Regions from separate parts of the Mus musculus genome. Here all the other regions are linked to region 3. Evidence: chromatin contacts called from public Hi-C, HiChIP or PLAC-seq and promoter capture Hi-C data. All regions are on one chromosome and are shown on one strand. The core of a region is the stretch at or near the end of the contact, and the rest is flanking DNA. Distances in the headings are between cores, read along the strand shown. Region 1 holds the start of Cd63 (CD63 antigen). Region 2 holds the start of Mip (major intrinsic protein of lens fiber). Region 3 holds the start of B4galnt1 (beta-1,4-N-acetyl-galactosaminyl transferase 1). Region 4 holds the start of Stat2 (signal transducer and activator of transcription 2). Region 5 holds the start of Cs (citrate synthase). Region 6 holds the start of Coq10a (coenzyme Q10A). Region 7 holds the start of Pan2 (PAN2 poly(A) specific ribonuclease subunit).

Region 1 (3,545 bases), core at 816-3,315, 1.7 Mb after region 3:
TTTACTCATATTTGGAGACAAGGACTAATTCCTTAGACTGGCCTCAAACTCCTTAGGTAGCCAAGGATGATCTTGAATTCATGAGACTTATGCCTCTACCTCATGAGTTCTGGAATAATAAGCACATACCACAACCATGCCTGGTTCATGAGGTGCTAAGAATACAAGCCCAGGCTGTCTGCATATTAAGCAAGCACTTTACCAACTGAACTACGTCCTCAGCTCAGGTTTATTCTTGTTTTTTTTGAGATGGGGTCTCGAGTCGTAGCTCATTCTGGCCTTGAACTTTGAATGACCAAGGGATCCTCCCGTTTCAGTCTCCCAAATGCTATACTTATAGGTGTATACCACTGATTTTGTTTTGGTTGGATTGAGACAAGGTGTTGTTGTGTAGCCCAGGATGGCCTGTAACCTTCAGCCATCCTGCCTTCACCTCCATAGTGCTGGGAAGGACAGGCCTCACCATCATGCCTAGACTTCTTTGTAGCCTGGGAACTGAGCCTGAGTTCGTGACACATGCTCTACCATAGATCTGCATGCATTTCCATTCGCCATTTTGAACTATAGTCTCACTAGCACTGGGTATACAGCTTAGCTGGTAGAGTGCTTGCCTAGTAGGCACAAAATCCTGGGTCTGGTGCCAGAACTGCATAAACTAGATGCACTTGTGCACACCGGTGGTGCCAGCACTTGTGGAGGCAAAATGACCTGCAGTTCAGGGTTATCCTCAGCTACATATGGAATTCCAGGCCAGCCTGGGCTACATGAGACCCTGATTCCAAAGAGATAGGTGTGTGTGTGTGTGGTGTCTCACTAAACTGTCCAGAGTGGCTTTGAATTTTTGATTTTCTTGTGCCAGGTGTGGTGTCATGGACTTTTAGTGTCTGGAGGCTGAGGCAGGCAGATCTCTGAGTTTGAGGCCAGCCTGGTCTACAGATAGAGTTCCAGGGCAGCCGGGTCTACACAGAGAAACCCTATCGAGAGAGAGAGAGAGAGAGAGAGAGAGAGAGAGAGAGAGAGAGAGAGAGAATATGAAAGTGCTGGGATTACATATGTGTGCCACCAGCTGGCCTTTGTTTTAATTGTTTCTTTATATACAGTCCCTTCCCTTCAGATTCAGTAAGCAACTCAAGGCAGAAGGAGCTGCGGAGAAAAGGACAAAGTTCAGGTTAGGAGTGTAAGGCCGGTCGGTCCTATCTGAGCTTTTTACAACAGTTCCTTCTGTGAACCACCAGCGGCACACGGGAGAAAGGTATTTCTAACTCTCGCCTTTACCTGGTTTTGCCATCTCTGATGAAAAGAGGAATAAGATACGGAAGTCCATGCTATTGCCTCGCCGGCCTTAGTGTCCTTTCTCACATCTCCATTAACCACTGGCTAATCCAGGAGCAAGGGAGCTCTAAGGCTTTGTTAATCTTTTCCCAGGAGGGCCCAGGCTCTGACGTGTTATGATTGACGCATGGAAACGGGGTTCTAGACAAGGGCTTCCTCAAAGGGTTTTCTCAGCTCAGGAGTTCTAGAAAATGGAGAAGCTGGGGCCATAAAACCCTAGTCCAGAATGTTGGGAGACTTCTAGGATGGGAAGCTAGGGGCTTTCTGGAAGTGTTTATTCTGACTTCACCCAGTGCCACTCAACCCACACCTTCTGCGGGTGGCTCGGGAATGGGGCGGGGGGCAGGGCCTTGAACAAGGACGGAGAGGGAGCTGCGTGGTGGGTACTCGGTGGGTTGAGGTCTGCAGATGACCGTTTTGATACTTTGGCTCAGTTCTGTCTTTGGGCAACTCTGAGCCGCCGTGCGTCCTCTGGACTCTGACTCGCCTACTCCTGAACCAGAGAGAACCAGACGGCGCCTGGGTTGCAGAGGGCTCCGGGAACCCTGAGGTCCGGCTCCTGGCTCGAGCCTTCCAGGCAGCGGCCACGTGGCCTTGTCCTGGCGGGGGGCTCACCTCCCCCTGCTAGCCTGGTGACTCAGGCCGCAGCTGTTCCCGTGTCACATGAGAGAGAGAGGGAGGGAGGGAAGAAGGCGGCCACCCTGCGGGGGAGGGGGGCGGCCGGAGCCGGGGCGGGGCCGTGCAGCAGGCGGGGCGCGGGCAGGGGGCACGGGAGACGGCGGCTGAGCCGCGGCAGGAGAGTACTGAGAAGCGTCGGGGAGCGCAGGTGAGCCGGGCCCGGGGACCCGGGGGACGTCCGTGGGGGCAACTTTGCCTCGAAGTTCGCGGGGCGCCATCCGCGCCGCACCCGAGGGGAGGCTCGCGCCCAGGGGCTGGCGAGGGTCTCGGGTCGCGGCCTGTCGGGATCGGGGATCGGGAATCGGCGCTGTGCAGCGGCGGGCGGAGATCTACCTGGAGTCCGGCCGCGCCCTCCGTGCGTCCCGGGATCCCGAGATCCCGAGGCCCCGCTGCGTGGCGCGCCCCAGTCCGGCCGGCGAGCGGGGAGGGCTGGGAGACGTGGGTCTGACCGCGGGTTTCTGGGTGGGAGGGCAGCGATGGGGGCCGCGCAGGGAAGGCTGCGAAGGCCGGCGGGGAGCTGCGGATGTGGCGGCCCCTCGGCCTGCTCTACCTGCTCTAATCCTTGGTGTTCTCCGCGGCCCCAGGCCCAACAGCCATGGCGGTGGAAGGAGGAATGAAGTGTGTCAAGTTTTTGCTCTACGTTCTCCTGCTGGCCTTCTGCGTGAGTAGTGCGGGGAGAGCGACGGGGCGCCCGGGCGGGGTGCGGGGGGGGGAGTCTTGGAGCGGGAGCCGTGAAGGGTGAGGGACCCAGAGATGAAGGCAGCTGGAGGCCAGATGTGGAAGGAAAGCCCAGGGAAAAGGGCCAAAGGCAGAACGTGTCCGCGCTACCTCCCTTCCCCATCCCCCACGCGCAGCTTTCCGGGACCTCTGAGTAAAGTTTGGACCGAGAATTGCCATCCTAGACGGGGAGCACCCCCAACCAACCCCCTCCTGGCCCTTCCTGTCTGGTGACCCAACCATTCGTGGTACGGGGTGGTGGGGCAACCTGCCAACGGTCTGATGGTATCGCCAAGGGGCTGTCTCCACTCCTCACACCGTTGATTCCTCTCCATTCTCTTAGCCCTCTCATTTACTTGGGGGTAGGAAAGGCTCTGCCCTCCTTCATTTGCTCCTCCCTGTGTGTTCTGAAAGGGGCCACTCTTTTTTTGTTTGTTTGTTTTTCGAGACAGGGTTTCTCTGTATAGCCCTGGCTGTCCTGGACCTCATTTTGTAGACCAGGCTGACCTCGAACTCAGAAATCCGCCTGCCTCTGCCTCCCGAGTGCTGGGATTAAAGGCGTGCGCCACCACGCCCGGCCCGAAAGGGGCCACTCTTACCCCCTCCTCCGCCCTAGCCTAGCTGGCCCTAGGACCTGAGTCACTGGAGTGAGGGGGTAGTTCTGGGAGAGACTCTAGCTGGGAGTCCATAGAAAGTAACCCATATCCTGTGCCGAAGCGCTGTTTAAAGGCAGCATGACACCTCCCGATTCCCTTCTCCTTGTGTGCCTTAAACAACTTCCCAGCCTTCATTGTGGGGCAAGGATGGGCAGACCTTGT
Region 2 (3,476 bases), core at 861-3,360, 1.1 Mb after region 3:
AGGATAGGTAAACCCCGTACCACCCAGACTACATCTCATCCAGTTAACTCTCCACCCCCTCTTTTTTTTACATCTATAAAAAGATTATCACAGCATACATATTTTCTCTTTTAGTTTTAATGTGTAAATGTGTATGAACATTTTGCCTGTGGGTGTGTAGGTGCACCAAATGTGTGCCTGGTGCCTGTGGAGGACGTCACCGAGGACATTAGATCCCTTGGAACTGGAGTTATAGGTGCTTGTGAGCCACCATCTGGGTGCCTCTGTGAGACAATGCATGCTCTTGCCTTCTGAGCCCTCTCCCCAGCCTGTGAAGTTTTGTTTGATTTTGCATTTGTTTTGCCCATTTTGAGACAGTTTTCCTATATAGTCCTGGGCAGCCTGGTACTTTTTATGTAGTCTAGGTTGGTCATGGGCTTGCTGCTTAAGTCTTGGGCACTATTATTCTAATCTTGGTAGAGATGGTCCTCCATGCCCCATGTCCCTGTGGAAGCTTTGTGCCAGGCAGGAGACTCTCACCCTATGTGACTAGCCCTGGCTCTGAGTGTGGGTGTGGTGAGCCTGGCACAGATACTTGGGGTGAGGTCCTCCGTCCCCCCTTAACCTCTATAGTTCTGTCTTATGTTGTAGCTAAAACACTTCTGTCACTTTGTATCCTCACACCCACCTGCCTCAGCATACACTCAGAGGGTCTCAACTCCTATCTGTGATGTGCTAACCTTGCTCCTCTCTGAGGCCATTTCCTGCAGGCAGCACAAACCCTGCATTTTCTGGGGTTGACGTAGGTGACTGGGATCTACAGAGTGAGATGCTACGAAGGTTACAGGACCTGAAGTCAGGAGTCTTTTGAGATGCTCCTGGGATGTTCAAGGGTCCATGGATGTTACTGTTTCTCTTCATCAGTCCCTGTGAGTGCCCCTGGTCTTGACAACTTCCCCTGCTGTTCTGTGGGTTACAGGGGCCCTCCACCGTCACTGTACTGTCTGTACCATCCAACCCCAAGTTGCACATTGCAGGACAGAAACACAACTCCCTAATGTGTTCCTTCTCACTCCCCACTGGAGGAGAGGCACTGGCTGAGCCATCCCTACAGGGTCTGCTCCAGGGCTTCACATGAAAAGCTCTGCTGACCTGTATGACTTCCCAGGTGGAGGAGTCTGTCTCGGAACCCCATTTTTCCTTCTCTATTCACAGAGCCCCGCTCTCCTAGGCCCCATGTCCCTCTCTGAAGCTGAACAGAGCTGAACCTCTTTCCCCTTGACCCAGATTCTTCTGCGTCTGGGTTGAGGGTGGGCACTCCAGTCTTGCTCTCAGCTGTCCTGGAGAACTGACTGAGCTGTTTTGCCAAGTGACTGTTTCTTCTCATCCACCACCTCCTGCTACCTCACATGGGTTAGGAAAAGGCACAGCGTGGCAAGAAAGTGGGAAAACGGACCACGTTTCCTCCTTCTGGGACCCCAACCCCACTTTCAGATCATGTTTCCCCACCCCCTGGTTTAAAAGGGCAGGCTGATGGTTTGGAAAGGGAGACGCTGGCATGGCCAGGGGGTAGGGAACTCCGGGGCTCTGAGAAAGCCAGACACAGCAGAACTATTCAGTTCCAGAGCTGCAGGGTCCACAGATTCCAGTCCAAACCAGCCAATGGGAGAAGGCCCCCTAATCCCAGGGAACTAAAGAATTCTCTTCAGTTATTCAATTCCCCTGCTGCACCCCACTCCTTACCCCCTCCCCCACCCTTAACCCCAATAGACTCAAGGGAGCCAGAGACCCCCATGAGCGAGCCCACCCTATCTTAGAGGAAGTGAACTCAACCTAACTACCTTCCAAGAAATCTGAGGAATGTTCTAAACCAGGTGTCAGTCAGGACTATACTATGAGCCTCAGCTTTGACACACACAGACACACTGTTCTAGTTCTCCATCCATGGACCCCATACTTCTGGCTCCTTGGCTTCTGCGCTCATCCCCGCCCCTCCCCCTGCTGAGGAGAGAGAAAAGGAAATCCAACCTCTTTACCAGAAGTTCGATTCAGACCTCCACAGCTGTGAAGGGGTTAAGAGGCAGAGCCAATTACCTCAACCTGCCCCTCCCAGGGATTAAGAGTCCTCTATAAAGGGGACTGTCAACCCAGGCAGGTCCAGGGGGTTATTAGGGACCCAGGCACTGTGTTCACCCCCACTGCCATGTGGGAACTTCGGTCTGCCTCCTTTTGGAGGGCCATATTTGCTGAGTTCTTTGCCACCCTCTTCTATGTCTTCTTTGGGCTTGGAGCCTCGCTACGTTGGGCCCCTGGGCCCCTACATGTCTTGCAAGTGGCTTTGGCCTTTGGCCTGGCCTTGGCTACATTGGTGCAGACTGTGGGTCACATCAGTGGAGCCCATGTCAACCCTGCGGTCACTTTTGCCTTCCTTGTGGGCTCCCAGATGTCCTTGCTCCGGGCTTTCTGCTATATAGCAGCCCAGCTTCTGGGAGCTGTGGCTGGGGCGGCTGTGCTGTACAGTGTCACCCCACCAGCTGTCCGAGGAAACCTAGCGCTCAACACGGTAAGGGCTGGCTAAGGGTTGGGGAACACAGTGTCCTGACTGTTGGCCTGGCATGCTTGCTCATGGTTGTGTGTGTGTGTGTGTGTGCGTGTGCACGTGCGTGTGCATGTGTGTGAGCCATAAGTGCTCTGGAGGGGAAAGGAAAGCATAGAGGCCTCCGTGGTGAATCCAGAAAGTTGAGTTCAAGTCCCCTTTCCTTCTGTTTTGAGCTGGAGGGCCAGGGGTGGGGGTGGGGCAGGCGCAGGACTCTAGACCTAGCCTTCCTACATAGCCAAAGAGTCCTTCTGCCTCTACTCACCACCCCCTCCCCCAAGTGCTAAGATTACAGACAGGTACACCCAAACACATCCAGTTTATGTAGTGCTGGGAATGGAACCAGGGCCTCACGCATGCTAAGAGGCAAGTCACATCAAATGAGCTGCACACCCAGCTCTTCTCTCCCCTACTCCTTAAGACAGGGTTTCTCTGTGTAGCCCTGGCTATCCTGGAAGCTCTGTAGACCAGGGTGACTTCAGACTTACAGAGGAGGCCTGCCTCTGCCTCCTGAATGCTGGGATTAAAGGCAAGTGTCACCACTGCCAGGCCAGGCTCTTAGATTTATTTTACTTTATAAAGTCTCAGTTTCCCCTCTCAGGTGAGTGAGTGCAATCATTTCTACAACAAAGAAGCTCTGTTAGGATAGCAACACTGGCTTGGGAGGGGCTCCGCATCCTCTCCCGGGAACTGAAGTGTAAGGGGTGCCTGCTTCAAGTGGGAACAGCGTGGCAGGGCTAACAGTTGCCTCTGTTTCTGTCCCCTTTGGCCAGCTGCATGCTGGGGTGAGCGTGGGCCAGGCCACCACTGTGGAGATCTTCTTGACGCTCCAGTTCGTGCTCTGCATCTTTGCTACATACGACGAGAGGCGGAATGGCCGCATGGGCTCTGTAGCCCTGGC
Region 3 (3,412 bases), core at 79-2,578:
GGATGATGGACTCTGGCCAGTCCACTCCAGGGTTCCTAGAAAATGGCCACCAGCTACAATGGCCAGGTGATTATAAAGGGCTAACTCACAGGCTATGCCTTGGTCAGATGGAAGCAAGCATACATCCTGACATACTTCCTCCTACCTACCTCTCAACTCCCTGTGATCCCCTAGAAAAGTGAACGCATGTGGCTTGCTATCTGATACGGGTAACAGCTTCCAGAGAATCGTGGCGTATCTGTCCTCGGGCAGGGAGTTGACCGGTTACAAAGATCATTTTGATTCACGGAGTTCTTGGGCACAGTAATAAAAACCTAACTTTGCATTCTACACCCGATGTCTATCAAGTGTTTTGTAAATAAATTTATTCCTATTTACAATAATATTCTATCTACATGTGGGTCTGTGAAGGGGTATCCAGACGCCCGGGAACTGGAATTATTGTTGTAAGCTGCCATGTGGGTGCTGGGAATTGAACCCAGGTCCTTTGGAAGACCAGCCAGTGCTCTTAACTGCTGAGCCATCTCTCCAGTAAGTGTTTTATATAGACAGGTTTACTAATATTTCCCTTCGCCTCTTGCTTAGGGGATCTCTTCCGACTGTAAAGGAAAAAAAGCCCTTGATTTATTTTAAAGGTTTTGTAATTCTACTTTTAGCATTTGATCTGAAACTTCTGGTTTAAGGGTGGGTTTTCCCTCTTCTCCCCAACACACACACACAGTTCATTCAATATTGCTTATCTACAGCCCCAACCCCCAGACACATTTTTCATTATGTTTTACCTATTTTTCTATTCAATTTTGATCCTTCTGAGAACCACAGGACTTTGTTTCTGGTCAGTGTCGGGAATCAAGCCACCTATGGCCTACTTCACTGTCCATCTGGCCACTTTCTGCGGTTCCTCTTCAAGTCTGTACCAAGAAGCAGTTAGGGGAAGTAGGCCGGCCATTGAGTAACGGCTTGCCTCGGTTGATGGCTGGAATTCGGAGCCAAGAGGTCAGAGAGAGGCCGCTGTCTTTGTTGCTCGTGAGGCAGTGTTCACCTCCAGGGCTGGCTGGTTTTATTTATTTCATCTTCCCCATCCAAGTGTTCCTTGAAATGAGGTTAGACCGCATACTGAACCCAATCGCCCTTCCTGGGGCTACACTGTGAACGAGTGGGGAAATGGCGGGGACCGGGAACTGGCATCTTAGACACCGCGGTTTGGGGACGAAGGGATGTGAAAAGGGGGGACCTTCCCGGGAGGGCTCATCGCCTAAGCAATCTTCTCCGCGTCCGCCAGACGGCGCCGCGGAGCTCGCCATCCCCGCTCAGAGCCCGAGCCTGTGCCGCAGCCAGCCCGGGAGCGGCGCTGCGCTGCGGTGTGAGAGCCGGGCGGAGGCCTGAGCCCTCGGCTGCCTGGGAGCGCGACGCGGTGCCAGGGCTTCCCCGCTTTGTCGCTGGGGCTGGGGCGCGGCGGATTTACGATCCAGTTCACCCCGGCAGGAAACGTTCAGAACCACCCCCGCGCTGCGGTCTACAAAGCCCCGGAGTCCGCAGGCGGGAGGAGTCGGATCCCCGACACTGTCGGGCTCCCTCCCGCCCAGCTCCCGCATCAGGCCGTCGCCGGCCTCATGAGGACCCCCCGGCCGGGGCGGAGAACCGGGCACTGCCCGGACCGCGATCCTGCCGCGGCCTTAGAACGTTAGACAGGTCAGTGCGCTGGCACGCCCGGCGGCCGAGGTGTGGGCAGGAGCGGCGTCCTCCTGGCCTCGCGCATCGTGCCCGTGGCTCAACGAGGCCACCCGAGGGTCACCGAGGCCGGGCACCCGCGAGCGCGGGCGCGACACCGTGCCTTCCCTGACCCGCCAGGTGCAGTACAGCCGCCCCTCCGCAGCACCCTGGCCCGGCTGCTGCCCGTGGGGTGGGGGTGGGGTCCCCGAGGGCTGCGCACCCAAGATACTGCATGTCACCACGGCAAGCCTTGGGTGTATGCGGAAGCCCAGAGGCGAGAGAGAGGCGGAAGAAAGGAGGCCGGGAGACCTTTGGCGTGAGCATGAGGGAAGGGGTGCGCGCCGTGCGGAGCGGAGATGGCTGGCCTTGGGTACCTGCGCGAGCCTCGGAGGCGGCGGGGTCCAGAGTCCCGGCCCTCACGTTCTCTGAGAGCCTGGTCACCTCTCACCCTCCCCCATATCAGGATGCGGCTAGACCGCCGGGCCCTCTATGCGCTAGTCTTGCTGCTCGCCTGCGCCTCGCTGGGTCTCCTGTACTCCAGCACCCGAAACGCGCCAAGTCTCCCGAACCCTCTGGCATTGTGGTCGCCCCCACAAGGTCCCCCGAGACTCGATCTGCTAGACCTTGCCCCTGAGCCTCGCTACGCACACATCCCGGTCAGGATCAAGGAGCAAGTGGTGGGGTGAGTGCGGACCGCGGCGTGGCGGCGGCGACAGCGCAGAACATGCTGGAGGGGGTGGCCGGGGAGCTTTTGTTTCCTCCAGTGCTAGACTCGGACGCTGCTTACTGCTGACTGGTTGGGTGCAGTTATCAGGGAGGTGGAGAGGGCTACCGAAGCTTGAACTGGGGGGGAGACAGGGGCGCGGCAAATCTATCCTCCTCAACCTTGTCGCCGCCACTGGAGTGTGGGAGGATGTACAGGCAAAAGAGCACCCGGAGACTGCCTGCTGTCTTGATTTAGACTTGAGATTCCAGAAGGGTTCCTGGATGGCGGCTACGTAGACATCCTAGTAATTGGCCCTAGTTCGCACCTCTGTAACGCACAGATTTAAGGGATAAGCTGTCTCTCACCTGTGGGCAGAGTTGAGGGATCAAAGTGTGCAGCGCTGTGCGTTTTGTGAGATAAATGGAGCTTAGGTACCTACCTGGACTCTGAAGCCGCTTCTCCTCCCTTTAGGCTGCTGGCTCAGAACAACTGCAGTTGTGAATCCAAGGGAGGAAGCCTTCCCTTGCCCTTTCTGAGACAGGTTCGGGCGGTTGACCTCACTAAAGCCTTTGACGCTGAGGAGCTGAGGGCTGTTTCTGTCGCCAGGGAGCAGGAATACCAGGCCTTCCTTGCAAGGTACCAGTGAGAGAGGAGGATCCAGCTCTTCCCAGGGAGGCCAGTGGTGTCGTAGTGACCCCGTTGGAAGAAAGAGCTCCTCTCCTACTGACTCCTTTATCACCTCTACACTACAGGAGCCGGTCCCTGGCTGACCAGCTGCTGATAGCTCCCGCCAACTCCCCCTTACAGTACCCCCTGCAGGGTGTGGAGGTTCAGCCCCTCAGGAGCATCCTGGTGCCAGGTAAAGAAGGAAGGTCTCAGGGGTTAAGTCAGGTCGTGAGGGTGGCGGAGCTACAGGCTAGCAGGTGGAGATCTCTGACAAAGAGATATGGAGGCAGAGGGACTCTAAGGTCGTCAGGTATTGCAGGAATACCT
Region 4 (3,280 bases), core at 353-2,852, 1.1 Mb after region 3:
GTAGGTGGTAGATTGGGGGTTCCCTGAATCTTGGGCTCCCTGCAGACTATAACCTTCAAAGACATGGTCTGCATGTTTTGGGGTTCTCCCTTTTTCCAGGGTGCTCAGCTCCTGACATGCATAGCCTCCGACTCATCCTGATGTCAATCCAGCTGCTTTGCTATCTCCTGCTGTGTCCTGTGGATGCCACTTCACACGGAGAGGCAACCAGTGTCTCTACGGTGCTCCCTCCCTCGAAGTTGGGATACCAGATGCAGACCTCAGACAAGCCCTTGTCCTGCCAGATGCTGCTCCCCAAGTCCCTGCCTGGCTTCACTTACATGCCCCCTGTCTCCAAATTCCTGGTAGGCCTGGCTCTAAGGAATGCTCTGGAGGCAGCTGGCTGCCAGGCTGAGGTCTGGGCTCTTCAGCTTCAGCTTTACCGATTAGGAGGTGTGGAGGCTACACAAGCCCTCATCCACCATCTCCAGGAGCTCCAGAAGAGTGGACACACAGACCGGGAAGTGTCTGTGGATGCCCTGTCCTCTGCTCTGCAGCTCTTAGCCTGGGAGCAGCCAGGTCCAAAGAGGGCCAAACGTTCGATTTCCAACACAGACTGCGACAATGATCAGGAACAGAGTGTCCACAATGTGGTTGACCTACTACCAGCAGTAGGCACCTACTACAACCTAGGCACAGCTTTGTATTACGCCATTAAGAACTGCTCTGACAAGGCCAAGGAACGAGGTCGAGATGGGGCCATAGATCTGGGTTATGATCTCTTGATGGCCATGGTAGGCGCGTCAGGGGGCCCAGCTGGTGCGGTGATCACGGCTGCTCTTAAGCCAGCGATGAAGGCTGGGGTTCAGCGGCTGATCCAGTATTATTATGATGAGAAAGAGGTGACCACCCCTCAGCCAGAGGTGACCACCCATCAGCCAGAGACCGGAAAGGATGCCACCACAGATATCGGTGTTGTGGAAGAAATAGCCATGTCTAATTTTGTGTCAGAAGTTGAAAGTACAACTTCTAACTGGGAGTGGCCTTTATTAAAGAACTATGGTGTCTTGGCGTACAAGAGATAGTAACAAAACAACCAATAAGTGGAAAATTCTGACAAGAGAAGTGTAGATGGATGGATGGGTGGGTGGATGGTTTGGGATACTGTCATCGCTTGCCAGTAATTTCCTTCTTGAAACTTAGATTTTTACACTCTAATGGGGCTGGCTAACTTCCACCTGAACAAGTGATTATAGAAATTAAAAAGCGTTATCATGAACCCACAGTATTTATCATTCATATCCTCAAAAATACCTTATTACCTCAGCTCTTCCCTCCCTATCCTAAGGGACGCAGGTCCCACCCTTTCTATGGAGTCCTAGGTGCCTTCACGCACCCTGGTTTCAGTTTCCTTTCCCTAGAACTCACGGTTCGGTTCGGGTAAATCAGCTGCTAGAATTCCTGGCTAAGACTTTAGTTGGGCTCCGCCCGACTAGGGGGGCGGGAGCGGGCACTAACGAGCTTCTCCCTCTCCGCCAATCACTGAAGTCGGCGGTGTGGTTTCAAGCAGCTTGTCCAGCCCAGCGCTGAACGGGGTTGTGTTTCAGCCAATGAGAGTGACACGCGGGGAGGGCGTGGCTAAGCTTTCGGTCGCCCCACCGATCCCGGAACGCCGAGCGTCCACAGCCGGGTGATCCATTCCGCCAGCCGGGTGACCCATTCCGCTGTTCGCTATCTTGGTCCGCCGGAGTCGGGGGAGGGTGGAAAACGGGTCCTTGAACCGCTTGGAGAATTGGAAGTTGCAGCGAGAGCACTGGAAGGAGCGGCACTGGACCCTCAGAAGGTACAGGCCCCGAAAGGGTGTGCGGAGCGGGGCGGAGGTGCCAGCCGGTTCCCGGGAAGGGCTGCTGCCCCGGGTGATGCCCCTGTAGACAAGGCTTCTGCTCTCTGGCTGAAGTCGAACACCCTGCAGGATGCTGCACCGCTGCACAGTTCTACTTCTCAACCCTGTCGACTTCCTTCCAAAACTCCTCCGCAACCCTTGCAGCTGCTCTATGTACCCATTATGATCCTTGTCATAAGCCAAAGCTTTAACCTCTGCTCTGCGAATCTATTTACTTATTTGTTTGCTTCCTTATTATATTTTTAAAATTTGTATGCATGTTGTGTTTATGTACTAGGTGCGTGCCTGAATTGGCCAGAAGAGGGCCGAATTTACTAGGACTGGAGTTAAGATGGTTGTGAGCAGCCATGTGGGGGCTGGGAACCGAACCCAGGTCCTCTGGAAGAGCAGCCAGTGCTCTTAACCATGGAGCCATCTCTCGAGGCCCTTTACATAATTTTTGATCCTTGCACAAATAAATAAATAAATAAGAAAGACATCCTTGATCATTATGTGTGTGTGTTTGTATAATATATATATATACACATATGTATATATATATATTATATACATATAATACATATAAACTATAGTCCTAGAGGTGAAACTGTTTGCTTAAGGTTACACACAAAGTCTAGTTTATTTCAGAAAACCTTATTCAGTGCAAAACTGATATCGGAGAGTGAAGCCAACTAGAGAAAGTACTTTGTTGCAGCCCCTATAGCCTACGTGCAGTTAGTTCACTTAGGCAGACTTTGGGTGTGAGGGTTGAGACAGGGTTTCTCTGTGTAGCCCTCCTGTCCTGGAAACTCAAAGATCCACCTGCCTCTTCCTCCCAAGAGCTGGGATTAAAGGTGTGCACCAACACCACCCGTCAAGTTTTTGTTTCTTAGAAGCAATACAGGCATATAATTTAAAGAGTCAAGTACCCGTTTGGAGCTGTAGCTCAACCAAAGCTTTCACAGAGAGTAAGGCACGAGGATCAAGGATTGCAAGAAAGCTAAAATGAAAACAAACATTTTGTTTGAAGAGAGATTGGATCAGGGCTATGGAGATGGTTCTTCAGTTAAGAGCACTGTCTGCCCTCCCAGATGTCCTGAGTTCAATTCCCAGCCATGGTGGTTCACAACCATCTATAATCCTAGAGTCCTATAGGATCCAATGCCGCTTCTGATCTGTGGGTGAACATGCAGACAAAACATCCAACATATACATAAAATAAAATTTTTAGAAGGAGAATAATTGGATCTCCTGCCCAATCTCTTCCCTTCTCCATTCCTGCCTTTAAGGAAAGAAAGTCAACGCCTGGACTCTAGGTGGCAATGTTTGCTCTGTAGTAGAATCATGTGACCTTTAAAGAACACTTGTGTTTCTTCTAAGCTTTTCAGCTCTAGGTACAATAAGAGTAAGATTTTTATT
Region 5 (3,624 bases), core at 731-3,230, 1.2 Mb after region 3:
AAGACGATTCTAGAGCCCGAATTCTCCCACTTGATCTTGACCACCAGGGGGCACCGTTGTCCCTGAGCATTTTGAATCTTCCCAAGGTCACAATTATGTCAAGTCTTTTCTGTGGCCCCTTCCTGTTCTCATGCAGGTATATTTGGACCTAGAGTTTTCTTAGCTGTTATATTCATGCCAGTCTTAACTTTCCCACCTATGTTCAGAAAGAAACTGTAGGGCTAGGGGTGTGGTTTGATGTTTGAGTATTAGTAATAGCATGTTACAAACCGCATTCACTCCCAGCAATGAGGGACAGACTGATACAGACTCAGCTTTTGGGCGAAACCACTTAACCCCCTTCATCTCTGGGCTTTCACATTGATTTTATAACAATGGACATCAGGATTAAATAACTTCAAATAAATAAAAATTGGACGTTAAAGTACAGAATCCTATCAAGGGGCTTAAAAAGGATGGCATTCTCTCTGTAGTTATTAAAACTCCAGTTACCATTATGGCCACCCAATAATTGTCCCTTCAGCAGCCTCACCTGATGGGGACAGCCTCTGGTTACTTACGGCACTGGAGTTCAGGCCTCTGATCTGCTAGCTAGTCTCTGTGGATAATTAACTATGGGGGAAGGAACCAGGTCAGACTATTCTGGGGTTATGAGGAAACCCCATGTGAGATGCTAAATTGGGAGCCAATATTGATCAGTGAAGCTTTGAAGTCCCCGGGGAGGTGGTCTAAGGTTATTGCTTCTCAAGAGGCGCAGCTTCTCTTGATAAAGTTCTCTCATAAGAACTACCTGACTTCCAAGCTAGAACAACACTACTGGGCAGATATGAATATGTATATGAGAAAACTTGAGGAAATAGGGGTTTTCTTTCTCTTTTCCAAGTCTAAGCCACAAACTACATCCTCTATAAACAAGGACTATCTGAACTTGGCTTACATGGATACTGAGACCTCTGCACTTTGTTACTGTCATGTGGTGAGATAAAAGGATTGTACATTTGAGGCTTGGTGGTTACAGATAAGGTGCTCTGATCATTGGGTCAGCTTCTCTCCACCCTTAGGCCAATTTCACAGTAGGCACAGGAAAGTACAGAAGTTCTGAGGTGTTCTACCCCGGGGCATTTAAGAGTGATGTGTAAGATCATTAAATCCTTGTGTCATTCACTGCAATGTTTTCTGAGGGAGAAATAAGAGAGAGAGCCAAGTAGGATAAACGTCCTCGAGTCCTTTGGAAATACTGTGAATGATGGGACGAAAAGAGAGTGTCTAACACCTGATCTTGAGTGGAGAGTTGCAGCTCCTGATCCTGTGTCTGAGGTGGGCTGGCTCTATGGGGTTTTATGATATGGGGTTTTATGAAGAATGTCAGAATCATAAGGCCCAGGACCCAAAGACTGAAAGGTTCCTTCATATTAAGGGGGCTTTTGTAAGACTTAGACTCCATATAGTTCACAAACATCACTAAACATTCAGGCTTCTGGTTTTGCTCTTCTCCACATAACGGGGTCAGTATCTGTAATTTCAAGATTTCTTCTGTTCACAAATGACCATCAAGCAACTAACTCTGGCATCATAGCGGGCTTTCTGCGTGATGTCACCTCCACGGCCATGAAGTCATTAACCAAAGACATTCTTTAAGAAAGCATGCCAAGCAGGTAGAGGAAGTGCAATGGTCAGTTGCAGTGTTCAGTGACCTTCAAACGTCGCGTGCTGGAGCTTTATCTTCAGCATTCTCCGGAGAACCCGAAATGTGTTAAGGGCAAAGGGAAAAGCCAAAGAAGGAAGTTAACTGAGTTCTCAGGCACATCCTTAGACACCTACAATCCCTTTCCCACCCACTCCTAATTAGCCTAATCCGTACGGTCCAATCCTCCCCGCGATAACATCTGTCAAAGGCTCAGATCCCGCCCCTCTTCCATTTTGGGCCAATGGTCGAGGCCGGGGTGGGTCGCCGGAGGGGGGCGGGCTCAAGTTTCGGGCAGAGGGCGGGGCCTCGCCGAGGACCCTGGGCTGGGCGCCTGTGCCGGTTTGTCTACCCTTCCCCTCAGCCGCCTCCTTTCAACCTTGTCCGCCGGTTGGCGCGGTCTCCATCACAGCGGCGACCGCTCCTGTTGCAGCTGTAGCTCTCTCCCTTCGGTCCCTTCCCGCCAGGTCCCGGAGTTTCGCCCGCCATGGCTCTACTCACTGCAGCAACCCGGCTCTTGGGAGCCAAGGTGAGCTTAAAGGAGGGAGCGCGCCGTGGCGCGCGGGGTGGGGCTGAGGCGACCGCAGGGCCTCCGGCACCGGCTCTCCCTCCCACACCGGAGCGCAGCCCTCCGCGCCTTAAAGGGGCCCGACCCTGGCGAGCCGCCAACCCTTCCCAGAGCTCCTAGGCCATGTGCTGCGTGCCCTTCCGGCTAAGGTGAACGCTGCCGGCCCCGGCCTGCAGCCCCCGGCGGCCGGGAGGCCCGCCTTCTGTCATATCAAGTATCCAAGGTGCAAGCGAGGGATGCAGGGCCCTGGCTGCAAGGCCAGAGAGCAAAGATGTGGCGTGGTCCCCCGAATTAGGGAGAGAACTGTTGGAGGAGGAGTGGGGGATGTATAAATATGCTCACTTGGTCACTGGGGCTAATTTGGGCTCTGCTTTGTAGGGTGAGTCCTGTCAGGACCTGTTTCTTTCCTCACTGTAATTGAAGCCTGTAAGTGACCCCGCCGTTTTAGTTTTGTTAGGGGACTAGAGCCCCCCAGCTCCTCTTTGTCCTTGGGACTCCTGCACTTAATGTATATAGGAGGAGCTTGAATAGGGTGGGGCATTTCTGTTAAACCTGCTGATTATGTATCACATCAGGCTCTAGGTAGAACCAGAAAGGTTGTTCCTCCAAGCTACAGGCCAATAAATGAAGACAGGCGTGAGGTAGTAACACCAAGGTCACATGACTCAATTCTACTACCTACCAGGAGTACTTCCCCTTATTCCCTGGCGGCCCTTTAATTTGATGGTTTGCCTTTTGAATTCTGAAGTTCAAGTCCAAGTAGGGATAACTCTTAATTTCACGTTATCACTACTTTTTTGCTCAGCATAACTTGGGCCTTTAAACAGAGACCCAGCTATGCTGAGGGAATTTCAGCTCTAACCCAAGTGGGGACAGTCCCACAAATGACCTTGGCTTCTGTTTTAGTTTTAAAGGAACTAATAGGTTTTTCTCATCAGTAGATAGTTTGAAGCAAAGTACACCTGGAGGAAAGAAAAGACTTAGAATGGTATTAACTTTCTGTGTGAGATGCATAGTTGTCAGATGTACCACAAAACTTGTAGGGTTTATCTTGGGGCTTTTCTGTGTCTGGCAACAAGGTAGAGACTGGTTATTTGGTAGACACTTGTCTTACTTGGCTGTTGCTACTGCTGCTGCCAGGGAACTGGGTAAGGAAACCTCTTGGGAAATGAAGCAAGTTCTAGACGGTGTTTGGCAGAATGGTGGACCTATAATTAGATCGGTTCAGGAGCTGCTAACCCAGACCAGATAGTCTAACACAACAGTGAACTTGAAAAAGCCTTTGGTTTTACTTTTTTTTTAGTTTATCTTGCTTCATAAAGCCCTAGGAAATGTCATAATGCTTTGGGAGGGTGACTGGGCCACATTTGTG
Region 6 (3,256 bases), core at 387-2,886, 1.2 Mb after region 3:
ATGATACCGATTATCAAAATAAAACAAAAGCCTGACATCCTGGTAGCCAGTAAAGTCCATTTAGTCCCAGTGCTTAGGAGGCAGAAGCAGGCAGATCTCTGAGTTTTAGCCCAGCCTAGACTACATAGTTCCAAGGTAGATACCCAGAGGTATGTCTTGAGACCTTGGCTCAAACAACAATAACAAAAAGCTGTGACTTAATTAAGTCCTGTAATAAGTGGTTTCTTAGCATGTTCAATCCCCAGCACTGCAGAAAAACAGCAGCATGGTGGCACATGTCTATAATCTCAGCTCTAGGGAGGTAGGTGGAGGCAAGATATAAGTTCAAAGTCTTCTTGACTGTATATCAAGTTCAAGGCCAACCCTAGGCTATGTGAGAGCCTGTCTCAAAATGTGTGTGTGTGAGATACCTATGATGCAGCTCTGGCTATGTAGTCCGTGGAAGCTTCAAGCTTAGATTACAGGCTGTACTACCTAGTCGGTTACCTTTCTATGATGTAACACAATTCTAGACTAATACACGTGCAGAACAACTAAGGTGGGAAATTTAGGTTGAAAGGCTGGCAGCGAAAACGTTGCTGGGGAGACAAGTGGCCCAATATGAATCTTACCCACTACTGGTACATGGTTATTTATTTGAAGGGGAAAAAAAGGAATGCTCACCCCATGATCCTACGCTCCGAGTAAGCCTTTCGCTTGTTGGTAAAGGGGGCAGCAAAGCCCATGAAGGAACGACTATGAGGTAGGCCAGCCTCCGCTGCCAAGGCCTGGGCAGCGCGAGGCAAGAAGAGATTACAGGAAATCAGAAACCTAGCGCCAAAAAGAAAGGAGAGGCAGCGTCACGATTCTTTTTTTGTATTCAACCACTTCAGGTGAAGGGGAAGAGGGATGCATCACAGAGGAAGGTCGTTGGTTCGGGCAAGCTTTTCTGCCCCTAGCACCTGCTGCAGCTAGCTGGGCTGGCTGGCCAGGCAGTCACGAGTGCGAAAGGTCGAGGGCGGCTGAGGACAGGGCCAGGGGTGGGGATGGGAAAAAGAAGGGCACGTCCTAAGTGCCAGCTGCCTTTGAGGCAACACTACTGCTGCAAGCAAACTGAAGCATCTCTGACGCCAGGGTCAGGCCAGGCACATCAAAGCCAGAACGCCGGCGAAGGCCAAGAAGTGGCTGGCACGCACCCGCCCCGAGCATCTAGCTTGTACGCGTATCTCCAGAACTCCATTCGAACTCCCAGGGCACCACCAATGCCAGCCCTTCTCCGGCCTGCCGTCTAAGGGCTGCCACCCTCCACCGCTGAACTTCGGGGTGCCGGGCGACCCCCTCCGGTCCTGCGCGGACGTCTGTGCCTGCCTCTCACCTCATTGGACGCGGCGGCCGCGGAGGGCCCGGGGGCGGGGTCGGGACGGAGCGCGCGCCCCGGCAGAGCGAGAAGCCGCAGCAGCTCCGGGCGGCCGCGCGCGTCGGGGCCGGGAGCCTCCGCGCGCCCGCAGAGGCCATGCGCGCGCCCCTGCCTGGCACTCCCGGCGGCGGCGAGCTGTAGGGGAGGCCGGGCAGGAAGGGCGGCGCGAGCTCCGGCTGCCTTCGCCCTGCTCCGGCCCGCGCGCCGGATAGGCTGTCACTGAAGCGGTGACCGCAGCTCTGGGTCCCCTCACGTCACGCCGTTGCCAGGGATCGGGAGGAGGGAGCGCGAGGAAGGAAGGGACAACGCTGCCTGTCGGGAGATGTAGTTTCTTTGACACCTCTGGCGTGAAAGAAAGGGCGCTGGGTGCGTGTCGGAGGAGCTGCAGAGATGGCTCGGGGGAGCGAGATCGCCTGGCACAAACTACTTGGCGAGTCTGTGGTCACAGGACCTGATACGTAGACGCAGAGGCGACGTCGTGGGCGTGTCAACGGCAGATGGCTGTCGATGTCCAGAGGAACGTTTCTCAGAGCCCTTTAGAAGGAGAGGCTCTTTTCATCCTACTGGCCTTTGCAGTGCCTGCTGCCGGTTTATGTCTTTGGAAAAGGATATTAACTTTGCAAGTTCTGGGCTGACTTGTATAATCTCTCCTAGATCTACACGCCCTTCCCCCTTCCTCCCCTTCTCGTTATTCGAGACAAGACAATTCAGGCCTTGAATTTGCAGTGCTCCTTCATGAACGTCCCTAGGAGCAGAATTTCCTCCCTAATATTTATGGAAAGAAGTCTGAGGCAGAAGCAGGAGGGTTGCCACGAGTTCCAGGCCAGCCTGGGCTACCTACCCAGTTTTAGAGTAGCCAGCTCTAAACAAGAAGCAAGCCCTACTGTCAGACCAAACCAAACATAAGACATGGTTTGTTTGTTCTTTGAGACGCCCTCGCTATATAAGCTTGGTTGCCCTGGAACTCTTGGATATCGTCCTGACTCTTAGCTGCTGAGATTACAGACATGCATGCTCTCCAGGAGGGCTTTGGGGTGTCATGATCTTGCTCTGTAACCTGCACTGACCTTGAACTCATATGCACCTTCTTGCTGCCACTTCCCAGTTGCTGGAATTACAGGTGTGAGCTACTACTAGCCAAAATTTACTTTTAGAAAAAAGCACCATCACTGTCGGGGAAAAATGTGTACTCAATGGAGGACGAGACATCACAGGCAGAAAGCCCAAAGGTGAATACTACGTCCCAGGATTCAAGGAAAAAACAAGCGCTCTTGGGAAAAGTATGACCAAAGGAAAAAGAGAGAAGAGAAATAAACTACAAATTAGAAAGAGATTAGCCTAGACGGGTGCAAGAGCAAGCAAAATTCTCCCGACTGTCACAGAGCAAGCTCTGCTTTCCCTACGCTGGGTTAAAGCTCCCCACATTGATTCGAGCTTTGCCTGACAAAGGAAATGTGCTGGCAGGAAGAAGACAGGCAATCAAAGCTACATTGTGATACAAGTCAAATGCTTTACACAAATAAGGTCATAGACTCAGAGTCAAGACGAGGCTAGCCAGATGGCTCAGTGGGTAGGGGTGCTTGCCACCCAGTTTGCTCTGAATTCAATCCTCAGGACTCCCCCCCCCCCCCCCGCCCCCATGGAGAGAACCAGCTAAACACACATCACACAACACACATGTGCGTCTCCCACACCCACACACACACCATAAACATACATACACATTCTCATGCACACACACACATTCACATTTATACACTCACACACATACACATTCTCACACACACACCATGCACACACACATACTCATTCTCATGCACACACACACACACACACACACACACACACACACACGAGAGC
Region 7 (3,614 bases), core at 58-2,557, 1.1 Mb after region 3:
TCACTACGTAGACCAAGCTGTCCTCAAATTCACAGAAATCCATTCTGCCTCCTGAGTGGTGGGATTGCCATCCCACTTAGCCTGGTTTTTGTTTGTTTGAAACAGGGTCTCATGTAACCTGACTAGCCTGGGACTTGCTATATAGAAGAAGCTAACCTTGAACACTAATCCTCCTGCCTCAGGATTACTGCCATTACAAATATACCTCCACTATGCCTGGCCCAATAAATGCTTTAAAAGTTTTATTATTGGTGTTTATTATTGGTGAGAACTTTCTTCCACAGGCACCTGTTGAAAGGGATATTCACCATGTAGCCATAGCAAGCCTGGTCCTTACTATCTATGTAGCCTAGGCTGGCCTCGAATTTGTAAGGGATTCCTGCCTCTGCTTTAATAATGCAGGTATTGTAGGTATGGACCACTAGTGGCACAGGGCCTTTAAAAACAGAGATGACAGAGCTGAGTTTGGGCAACCTAAGACATCTCACAGCCTGGACCAATTCCAAAGCAGTTTAGTACACAGCCAGTACCCCCAAATATTTTAGACACGGTGACACACTCTCACAGGAGAGGGAGAGGCAGTAGGATCTCTTAGTTGGAGATTAATCAAGAACCCCTCAGAATAGCTACAGCTCAGTTGACTCAGTTTACTGTTTATCTCTCTCTTGGGGTCAATGTCCAGCTCCACGGTCTAGGGGAATTTTGACAGTCTAGGAGACTTGTTTCTTGGGAAAATTAGGGGACCTCTGGGGACGACACAAACATTGATGGGAATTTCAGATGGATGCCTCTAGAAATAGAGAAAAGGTGGCCACTTGGGCCACACTAGAAGTCAGGCTCCCGCTTCCTTTTTCTTCCCCACATCTAGAAGTCATAGGAAATGCCAGTGAGTTTCGGGGGTACAGGGTCAGAGGTATTGGAATGGCTCACAGGCACAGCAAGATGAAGGTCTATACGCCGGGAATGATGAAGGCCACGCTGGGAATACCCACCGGGCGAGTCCCAGTGCTTAGCCTCTGGCGCCCCTTTAGTCTAGTTCTTATTCAGGGAGCGTAAAAGCTTGGCTTCAAAGTCTAAAGTTAATTTTGCTTAACAAAGCCTGAGAGCGAAGGGATTACTTTTCGTAACACCAAATAGATCCGCGCCTGATTCAGTTTGTCCCCGGTGGCATTCCGTAACCTTGTTTTGGCGGAGGCTACGTCACTCTCCTTCTCAGGCGCTGCCTGTACCTGGCTTTTTCTGATTGGCTGGGATGAGCCCGTGGCCCCCGCTGATTGGAAGCGATGGCTGCCAATCCACCGTCCGTCTTGCTTGGGTTAGGTTGAGCTAGAGGCGGGGGAGTAGTAGGGAAACTGGAATTTCCCGCGGAGCTGACGGCGCTTTCTCTACCCCCTACTCGTTTGAATTCCACGCGCTCCAAAATATCCGCCATGGAGAAATCTTGGTAATGACCCATTCCCCGTAAGCATCCCAGGAACACGTCTTGACCTTTGCCCTAATCCTTCCCCTCCCGTCCCCTGCGCTGGGGGAGAATTCTGGGTAACCAGTTTCTCTGGTTCGCTCAAAGAATTCTGGGTAGCTATCCGTTTCCATTACTTCCCCCTTACCCCCGCCCCGTTTGTGGGTAACTGGCCGTTCTTGTTACCCACCCCCTGGAGAATGCTGGGTAACCACTGTAAAGGATTCTGGGAAACTGGCTTGTCTTGCCCCCTTCACCGCCCAGCCCCTTTGTCTCATGTCCAATTCTAAGAAACAAGCATTTCAGAGCTCTCCCCCGAACTCCAGCCCCTATCAAACCCGCTCCCTTCACCTTGTGGTTCAGGAGAAAGGGAAGTCAAGAGTTAGATCATTTGGTGGGCTGGCAGGGAACTTAGGAAGTTTAGAGGTGCAGAGTAAGGGACACTGTCATGCCACTCACAGTACAGCGTTGCCCTTGTCCTCTTCATGCATGCTTCCGTCTTTGCCTGGCAGTCTCATCCCCTCTGCCTACCTGATTGTCCTGTCCACATAGAAGATACTTCCAGTACCTAGGCCTATCCCTGACTGCGCTGCCTCTTTCCCTTGCAGGCCAGAATGTCCATTCTAGGTTCACTGGTGCTGTCCTCCTGAAGGCTGGGTCACTTGTCTGTAGGAAGCGTGGCAAGGGAGGGTGTGACTCCGGTCTGACCAGCGGCCACTATCGTCATGAACTTTGAGGGTCTGGATCCTGGACTGGCCGAATTTTCCCCAGCTATGCATTCTACCCTGGACCCAGTCCTGGATGCCCACCTGAATCCAAGTTTGCTACAGAATGTGGAGCTAGACCCAGAGGGAGTGGCCTTGGAGGCTCTTCCTGTCCAGGAGTCAGTGCACATAATGGAAGGTGTCTACTCTGAGTTGCACAGCGTGGTGGCTGAAGTGGGAGTGCCTGTGTCTGTCTCCCACTTTGATTTACATGAGGAGATGCTGTGGGTGGGGAGCCATGGGGTAAGAACTATACCCCTTTCTGAAGGCTGAAAGGGTGTATTAGAAATCTTTATCTGGTCTTTGCCCAAGGACAGCTCTTTGCAGGTAGTCAAAACTGAGTTGAACTGATGAGAGTTAGCTGGGTCTTTCAAACCAACAAGGGAGTGGAGAGATTAACTACATATTTAGTTTCATAAGGCATTCCACTCTGTCAGTTCTCCTATCACTACTGTGTTTTTGCGACAACATCTCTCTCTATAGTCCAGGCTGATCTAGAACTCACAGCAGTCCTCCTGCTTTTGCCTCCAAAGTGCTGAGTTTCCTTGTATGTAACCATATCTGACTGTTGTTTATTGTTTTTGTTGTGTTGTTGTTTGTTTATTGTTTTTAAAGACAGGGTCTCTCTATCCCAATCTGGCCTTAAACTTTATGTATAGCCAAGGATCGTCTTGAATGTCTGATCCTCCTGCCTCTATCTCCTGAGCGCTGGGAAGATAGACACCAAACCCATATTCAGTGTATGTTGCTGAGATAAACCCCGAGGCTTTTTGCACAGCAGGCAAGCACTGAACTCACTCCTACAGGTCAAATCCTGGTTTTGTTTTGTTTTGTTTTTTGTTTGTTTTTTGTTTTTCGAGATAGGGTTTCTCTGTGTAGCCCTGGCTGTCCTGGAACTCACTTTGTAGACCAGGCTGGCCTTGAACTCAGAAATCTGCCTGCCTCTGCCTCCCGAGTGCCTGGTTTTGTTTTAAGATAGGGTTTTGCTGTGTAACCCAGGCTGGCCTCAGATTTACAACCCTAACATCATCTCCAGAGTGCTGAGTTTATAGGGGTATCACCAACCAAGCTCAGCCCATGTTTTGATTAACTATATCCATCCCTTAGTTTATAGCCATCCATACTCTTTAATATTTTACCCAATTTAGAATTGGGAATGGGGTCGGGGTTTGAAACAATCTCAGTATGTAGCACCTTCTGATCTGGGACTTACTATGCAGCCTAGGGTGGCTTTGAACTAGGGGCAGCCTTATCTCAACCTCAAAGTGCTAGTGTTTCAGGAATGCACCACACCTCGTTTATAATTGCAGAATGTTTAATGAATGTTTTTGGATACCTATTGGAGTTATTTTGTCTTCTCTTTCTGATTGTTAGTCTTAGCAGTTATCAGT

The links. Promoter capture Hi-C pulls out the DNA fragments that hold promoters and counts their contacts. A called contact is a pair of places that touch in the nucleus more often than the background predicts. HiChIP or PLAC-seq counts read pairs in DNA pulled down with a chosen protein or histone mark.
Region 1: an H3K27ac HiChIP or PLAC-seq map of bone marrow-derived dendritic cells shows a contact between it and region 3, with 10 times the contacts expected there. The contact joins the promoter of Cd63 here to the promoter of B4galnt1 in region 3. A contact is called at or near these places in 2 of 39 promoter capture datasets (liver and pre-B cells), 1 of 115 datasets of contacts at active chromatin or transcription factors (bone marrow-derived dendritic cells) and 1 of 9 other capture datasets (adipose tissue).
Region 2: a promoter capture Hi-C map of stem cell-derived epiblast-like cells shows a contact between it and region 3, with 5 times the contacts expected there. The contact joins the promoter of Mip here to the promoter of B4galnt1 in region 3. A contact is called at or near these places in 7 of 39 promoter capture datasets (the HPC-7 cell line, embryonic stem cells, liver and 3 more).
Region 4: a contact with region 3 is called in a Hi-C map of B cells, with 11 read pairs. The contact joins the promoter of Stat2 here to the promoter of B4galnt1 in region 3. A contact is called at or near these places in 3 of 39 promoter capture datasets (hippocampal neurons, liver and pre-B cells), 1 of 484 Hi-C or Micro-C datasets (B cells), 1 of 115 datasets of contacts at active chromatin or transcription factors (large pre-B cells) and 2 of 9 other capture datasets (liver and pancreatic islet).
Region 5: a contact with region 3 is called in a promoter capture Hi-C map of liver, with 2.8 times the contacts expected there. The contact joins the promoter of Cs here to the promoter of B4galnt1 in region 3. A contact is called at or near these places in 9 of 39 promoter capture datasets (the HPC-7 cell line, cranial neural crest, embryonic stem cells and 5 more) and 4 of 115 datasets of contacts at active chromatin or transcription factors (bone marrow-derived macrophages, embryonic stem cells, microglia and 1 more).
Region 6: a contact with region 3 is called in an H3K27ac HiChIP or PLAC-seq map of bone marrow-derived dendritic cells, with 4 times the contacts expected there. The contact joins the promoter of Coq10a here to the promoter of B4galnt1 in region 3. A contact is called at or near these places in 5 of 39 promoter capture datasets (cranial neural crest, hippocampal neurons, liver and 1 more), 3 of 115 datasets of contacts at active chromatin or transcription factors (astrocytes, bone marrow-derived dendritic cells and memory CD8 T cells) and 1 of 9 other capture datasets (liver).
Region 7: a contact with region 3 is called in a promoter capture Hi-C map of pre-B cells, with 3 times the contacts expected there. The contact joins the promoter of Pan2 here to the promoter of B4galnt1 in region 3. A contact is called at or near these places in 5 of 39 promoter capture datasets (the C10 cell line, hippocampal neurons, liver and 2 more), 1 of 484 Hi-C or Micro-C datasets (embryonic stem cells), 4 of 115 datasets of contacts at active chromatin or transcription factors (astrocytes, bone marrow-derived dendritic cells, large pre-B cells and 1 more) and 1 of 9 other capture datasets (liver).

Annotation. Positions count from the first base shown.
Region 1 is chr10:128,907,801-128,911,345 of GRCm38.p6, forward strand. Cd63 (CD63 antigen) reads left to right here and starts at 2,066. Exons shown (of 8, transcript NM_007653.3): 1 at 2,066-2,158; 2 at 2,595-2,671. The coding sequence starts at 2,606.
Region 2 is chr10:128,223,700-128,227,175 of GRCm38.p6, forward strand. Mip (major intrinsic protein of lens fiber) reads left to right here and starts at 2,111. Exons shown (of 4, transcript NM_008600.5): 1 at 2,111-2,542; 2 at 3,349-3,476. The coding sequence starts at 2,183.
Region 3 is chr10:127,163,828-127,167,239 of GRCm38.p6, forward strand. It overlaps B4galnt1 (beta-1,4-N-acetyl-galactosaminyl transferase 1), which reads left to right and starts at 1,329. Exons shown (of 11, transcript NM_008080.5): 1 at 1,329-1,692; 2 at 2,177-2,395; 3 at 2,891-3,055; 4 at 3,172-3,278. The coding sequence starts at 2,178.
Region 4 is chr10:128,268,896-128,272,175 of GRCm38.p6, forward strand. Stat2 (signal transducer and activator of transcription 2) reads left to right here and starts at 1,603. Exons shown (of 24, transcript NM_019963.2): 1 at 1,603-1,822. Apof (apolipoprotein F) reads left to right here. Exons shown (of 2, transcript NM_133997.3): 2 at 100-2,355. The coding sequence starts at 117. The coding sequence ends at 1,064.
Region 5 is chr10:128,335,747-128,339,370 of GRCm38.p6, forward strand. It overlaps Cs (citrate synthase), which reads left to right and starts at 1,981. Exons shown (of 11, transcript NM_026444.4): 1 at 1,981-2,213. The coding sequence starts at 2,172. Gm51822 (a long non-coding RNA gene) reads right to left here. Exons shown (of 2, transcript XR_003949053.1): 2 at 1,393-3,624.
Region 6 is chr10:128,367,344-128,370,599 of GRCm38.p6, forward strand. It overlaps Coq10a (coenzyme Q10A), which reads right to left and starts at 1,637. Exons shown (of 5, transcript NM_001374700.1): 1 at 1,355-1,637; 2 at 664-810. The coding sequence starts at 1,494.
Region 7 is chr10:128,302,028-128,305,641 of GRCm38.p6, forward strand. It overlaps Pan2 (PAN2 poly(A) specific ribonuclease subunit), which reads left to right and starts at 1,308. Exons shown (of 26, transcript NM_133992.3): 1 at 1,308-1,444; 2 at 2,068-2,466. The coding sequence starts at 2,185.